Linked DNA regions of Triticum aestivum: region 2 is linked to region 1. A link is a contact called in public Hi-C data. All regions are on one chromosome and are shown on one strand. The core of a region is the stretch at or near the end of the contact, and the rest is flanking DNA. Distances in the headings are between cores, read along the strand shown.

Region 1 (2,734 bases), core at 102-2,601:
CAGACGGTACACACACAGGACACGGCACGCACACACATCTCTATCGTTTCGTACACAAGCTCAAGGACCGCGCGTGTCAGGCATTGCCACCACCGCGGTGCTCCACTCCACTAGTGAGTTTACTAAGCCCCAAAGCACCGTCCTTCGTGCGTCCGTATGCGCACGAGAACGCCAACACACCACTCATATAACGTACGCCTGCCGGGCGCCGGCGGCGAGCTCAGAGCTGGTGGCAGCTGCTCTCGAGCGGCGCCCCGCGGTGGCAGAGGTTGTGCTCGTAGGCCTTGCAGCCGTGCCGCATGACGCCGTGCAGCTTGGGGAGCGGCCCGCAGAGGTTGTTGTAGCTGAGGTCCAGCGTGAGCAGCGTGGACAGCGCCTCCAGCGACCGGGGCACGGTGCCCCTGATGCGGTTGTGGCTCAGGTCCAGGTACGTCAGCTCCTTGGGGAACTTGAGCCTGCTCAGCTCGAAGTCGAGGTTGTTGTAGGACAGGTCCACCTTGCCGATGGGCCGCCCCTCGGAGAAGAGGAAGGACGCGTCGCCGCTCAGCTGGTTGTGCGACAGATCCACGGTGTTGATCTCGTCCTGCGCGTCGTCGCGCGGGATCGGGCCCGTCAGCTGGTTGTAGGACAGCACCAGCGACCGGAACTGCCCCTGCACGAGGCTGGCCGGGATGCGGCCGGTGAGCTGGTTCCGGCGGAGGTCCAGCGACCGGAGGTTGGGCATGTCGGCGAAGGAGTTGGGGATGGCGCCCGTGAGCCTGTTGTTGGAGAGGTCGACGGAGTCGAGGCTGTGGAGGCGCGCCAGGGAGTCCGGGATGGAGCCGGAGACGTTGGTGTGGGAGACGGTGAGGAACTCGAGCTTGGAGAGGGAGGTGAGGCAGGCCGGGATGGGGCCCTGGAGGCCCGGGAGGCGGAAGAGCGAGAGCGACATGAGCGCCGTCAGCCCCGCCAGCGCGGACGGGATCTGGCCGCGCACGTCGTCGGCGCCGTCGATGAAGACGTTGTTCACGCGCCCGGCCTCGTCGCACGTGAGGTGGTCCCACGCGCAGCAGTCCGCCGACGCCGGCGACCACGTCTTGAGCGTCGCCGGGCTGCCCAGCGCCTGCTTCACCCGGAGCAGCGCCTGCCGGTCGGCCTGCGGGCACCGCTGGGGCAGCAGCGGCGAGCAATGCGCCGTCGCCACCAGCAGGAGCGCCAGCAGCGGGAGGAAGGCGGCGGTCGACGCCATCGTCGCCCTGCGGTTGTGGGTGGCTACCTTCTACTAGCTCAGCTTTGCTAGCTAGCTGTGGAGGAGGAGGCCAAGGTGGCGGAAGTGTTGAGTGTGGGAGTGATGAGCTGAGCTGAGCTCTGGAGGTGGCGGTATTAAAAGGGCGTGAGGCCGGGGATAAATGTCCCACCTTTTTTTAATTTATTTTTTATTTTTATAGTTTGGCTAGGTTTTTTGACCACCATCGAAGATCGAAGCGGGACGTGGTGAGGTGGCCCAGAGAGTGCGAGGGGGGGGCACGAGGCGGCGGCAGCAGCACGGCATGGCGCGGGAAACGGAACCACTCCGGTGGATGAATCCCAGACTGCAACCGGACAAGGAGCGGCGGTAACCGGGAAGCATCCCAGTGGGGTTCGGCTCGACTCGCGCCGTATGGCGCCATTGTTTTTTTTAGGTCAATATATGGCGTCATTGGTCCGTGCATGATTTAGATTAGCATAGCATGTGGGAACTCCCGGACCCGGGCTTTCGCTCGTCCGTTTTTCGGCCTCCGCATAATTGGGCTCGTCACGTAGCAGTCTTAATGCACGTACATGTGCTTGCCGATCTCCCATAACCAAGACCGGCGTCGCCTAGCCACAAGAGAACAATTAGAGCTTTTTAAATCCAAGAAACAGAGCAATGCTACACATACGCTAATGTTACGTTTAGATTTTACGTAAAAGCTGATGTGGGGTTTGTTAATTGGGCCAGCATTTGCAGTTGGGGCCACCCGGTTAAAATCAGGGAGGGAAGAGACAAAATCACTAATTAAGGAGTACTTGTTTCAAACAACACTCTATTTTTCCAGGTCGCGACAAATCGCAACCTGTTAAGTTTTTCCTTTTTTCTAGATTCGTTTATTCAAAATGTTTTATCTTTTAAACCGTGCGTCCAAATCACGAACCGTTTTCATCATTGGATTCCTCACGTCGAGTTCATCAAAACTAGATCCCATGTTGATAGGTTTTGACGAATTCTTTTTTTCACGAAAAAAACCGGGCAAAAAAACCGAACCAGGAGCATGGTTTTTTTTCCTTTCCGAAAGAGGCACGCCCGTGCCTCTCGAAAACGCGTTTTATTTTTCCCTTTCCGAGAGGCACGGTCGTGACTATCGCGAAAGCACAACCGTGCCTCTCGCGAAAGCAAAACCGTGACTCTCGCTAAAGAAAAAAAAACAGAAAACGTGTTTTTCTTCGTTTCCGAGAGGCACGGCCGTGACTCTCGCTAAAGCACAACCGTGCCTCTCGCGGAAGAAAAACCGTGACTTTCACGAAACAAACGCGTTTTTTCATGATTTTTTTTTGAATTTTTTGATCGAAAAGCTAAGAAAGACCGGAGAAAAACCAAAACGTCGAAAAAAACCCCAAAAAACGTTTAAAAAACCAAAAACGCGTGCGGAAAAATAAAAAAATAAAATTCGAAGGAATCGTCCAGAGCGCGACACGTGGTGAATGGCTGAGAGCGCGTCAAATGGCGCTGATCGTT
Region 2 (2,734 bases), core at 145-2,644, 250 kb before region 1:
AAATTGATGAACTCCGGGAGTCATTAGCTGATGATCTGGGACCAAATCATGAAGAGGTTATCAATGCCATCATCCGTGATGTGGACACTGATAAGGTAACTCACCAACTGGTTGGCAAAGCATGCTAGTTTTGTTTCTCATCCTTTTGATTGCTATCATTTGACTCTTGACTGAAATGATGAACATTGTGATTCATGAATTGTAGGATGGCAAGATAAGCTTTGATGAGTTTGTGGCAATGATGAAGGCCGGAACCGACTGGAGGAAAGCCTCGAGACAATATTCGAGAGAACGGTTCACTAGCCTCAGCTTGAAGCTGCAGAAGGACGGATCGTTGCAGATAACAAGTACCCAATAGTAGATGATACCGCAATAGGCAAGTTGTGAATTCCAGATGAAAACCAACCTTGTGTAGCTTCCTGGTTTTGTTGACAAGTATTTCTTTTGTTCATCTGGGTATTCTGTTGCGCTCTAATTTCCGCTTGGTATCCTGATGAAGCATTAGTTGATTGTTGAAGATTTATTTTGTACGTAGATTGTGTGATCCAGACCATCACAAAAAGTACTACGCCTTTGATGAAAGGTAGTGTACAAGAGAAAGAGGAAAAAGTTTGTGGATGTATGCATTTCCTCTCTTCTGTTGACCATAATGTTTTGTTCATCTGTTTGGTTGATAGTATATTCTGAAGCTGAAAGGGTGAAAGTAAAATTGACAGCTTAATTCCTAATAAAATCACGTACTCCCTCCGTTCCAAAATAAGTGCCGTGGCACAGACAATTTTGAACTAAAACCATGACACTTACTTCCTCCGTAAAAAAATATAAGAGCATTTAGATCACTACTGATCTAAACGCTTTTATATTTCTTTACAGAGGAAGTATTTTGTAACATGCGACATATGCAAAATGTGTCTATATATATTACTCTCTGTAAGTATTGGGAGGGTGTATTATTTTGCAAGTATCATTGTAGAGGATCTATGCAGAGATTCATCAATCACCAAAGCTTGACAACATAATCTATAACTATGTTATGATAGCTGAGCACGCTGGGTTTACTTTTCGAGTGCCCAGAGCCTGTTCCAGTCTGTTAGCCAGAAATGGTCCGTGCATGTGATGAACGGAACTGGTAGATTTGAACACCTAAAGTTGGACTTGATAGCCGGTCAAGAATCTATGGCATTTGCACAGGCACGGAGCAAAGGATGACTCATTAAGCATTGCCAGAAAAATGGTTGGATCTGGTCGGCAAGTTGCAGTCTCGTTGGTTGGCACGGGTATTTCATACTGCATTTGCGACCGAAAGGGAGCTGCCGTCCTCTGGCAGACACCTCAACAGCAGCCAGCAGGTCCGGGGGCATTGGATGTTTGGACCAGTTCGAGTTGCCTTTGACCTGCGTGTCCTCGGCTGATGTCGCACGGGGCCTTTCGTTCGCCTGGTCTCTCTTTGTCTACGTTGCACCCCGCGTGATCTTCTTATCTGGTCAGCATCTGCTGCTGCTGCTGGTATGTGTGAACGCAGAACGCGTCATGGACCCGGCGACACTTGCGTCAATAAATGATAGTATCTGAAAGGTTAGTCTCAAGTGATCAGTGGGCAACGATGATGTCGGTGATGCAGCCAATGGGAGTAAGTTCGTCGGTCTTGCAATTTCAAGCTGAAGCGTTGTTGGTTCTTGTCTCCTTGATGACGAGATGTCACCTTTCAAGCCAAGTTGCGCTAGAAATCACCCGGGATTCAGGGAACTGGTATTTTCTAGCGACAGCCTACCTCAAACGCTGTAGCAGATGCACCTGAGATGCTATTGATACCTATACCCCTCAGCAACCAGAAGGTGCACCTGAGATGCTATTGATACTTTATGTTGAAAATCGGCTCAAGATTTTATACACGCAAGCACGCATGTACGCACACCCTACCCCATAAGTATATCCGAAAGAATAAAACGGCACATCACCAATGCCATGTCTAGGACTTGAACCAGGGCGAAGACCGGCCTATGGTAAGTAGAGCTATAGGGCTATAGCTGCAGGTCTAGTAATGATCACCCTTGTAATTTCTTCTTAGGAAGTACCAAAAGAATCATCAAAGTGCATCATTTAAGGTACATAGCCCTAGGCATAATCCGATGCTAGCTCCGCCTCTGATTTGAACCCAGATGGGCCGGTTCCACCACATGAAACCTAACCATCTGAGTTACGTTCAGTTAGCAAAATAAACCGACTCTTTCCTCAACAAATCACGTTGACGAAGTGGGGATATCTAACAAGCATCATCTTTTCTTTTTGCCAAAGGGCCCGAGGCCACACATTAAGTAGCGCAAACACTTACAAAAATACTTTTACATGAGTTGAAAAACGCATCTAAATTGTTAGGGGTCGCCGAAGTCTTCTTCTCCCTACATCAATCGATAGCGCGCCATGTTGCCATTTCCGAGCCTCCGTCTCAGTGGAGCAAACTTGTTGAAACCTAAGAGCTTGTAGAAGCAGTGTCAATTTTTTTTGTGCTTTGTATATTCCTTTCTTCATTTTTTGTCACTATAATAAACTTTCGATCTGTATCATTCTTTGTTGTAGGTTGTTAAGCATCAAACAGAGCATATTTGTAGTTCAACAAGTGGAAAAGTGACTAGCATGACAAGTCAAACTTGGGTGGCTGACAAGGCAGCAGCTATGCTTAAGAAAGATCCAACCATTTGTGTTGTGAAGATACTTAAAGAGTTATAGGATGAAC

What was found. A called contact is a pair of places that touch in the nucleus more often than the background predicts.
Region 2: a Hi-C map of leaf shows a contact between it and region 1, with 5 times the contacts expected there. The contact joins the enhancer-like site here to the promoter of LOC123188210 in region 1. A contact is called at or near these places in 2 of 5 Hi-C or Micro-C datasets (both in leaf).

What each region holds. Positions count from the first base shown.
Region 1 is chr2A:176,475,427-176,478,160 of IWGSC CS RefSeq v2.1, reverse strand. LOC123188210 (polygalacturonase inhibitor 1) reads right to left here and starts at 1,351. Exons shown (of 1, transcript XM_044600247.1): 1 at 1-1,351. The coding sequence starts at 1,228. The coding sequence ends at 221.
Region 2 is chr2A:176,721,306-176,724,039 of IWGSC CS RefSeq v2.1, reverse strand. It overlaps LOC123188211 (calcium-dependent protein kinase 20), which reads left to right. Exons shown (of 8, transcript XM_044600248.1): 7 at 1-95; 8 at 206-626. The coding sequence ends at 358. Among protein-coding and RNA genes, the nearest start is that of LOC123188211, 4.3 kb to the left of the region's middle. Within about 2 kb of position 1,394, at least 1 of the 8 cell types and tissues checked has an H3K27ac peak or open chromatin away from gene starts, as enhancers often do. A contact at or near this core is called in leaf, where this site is marked.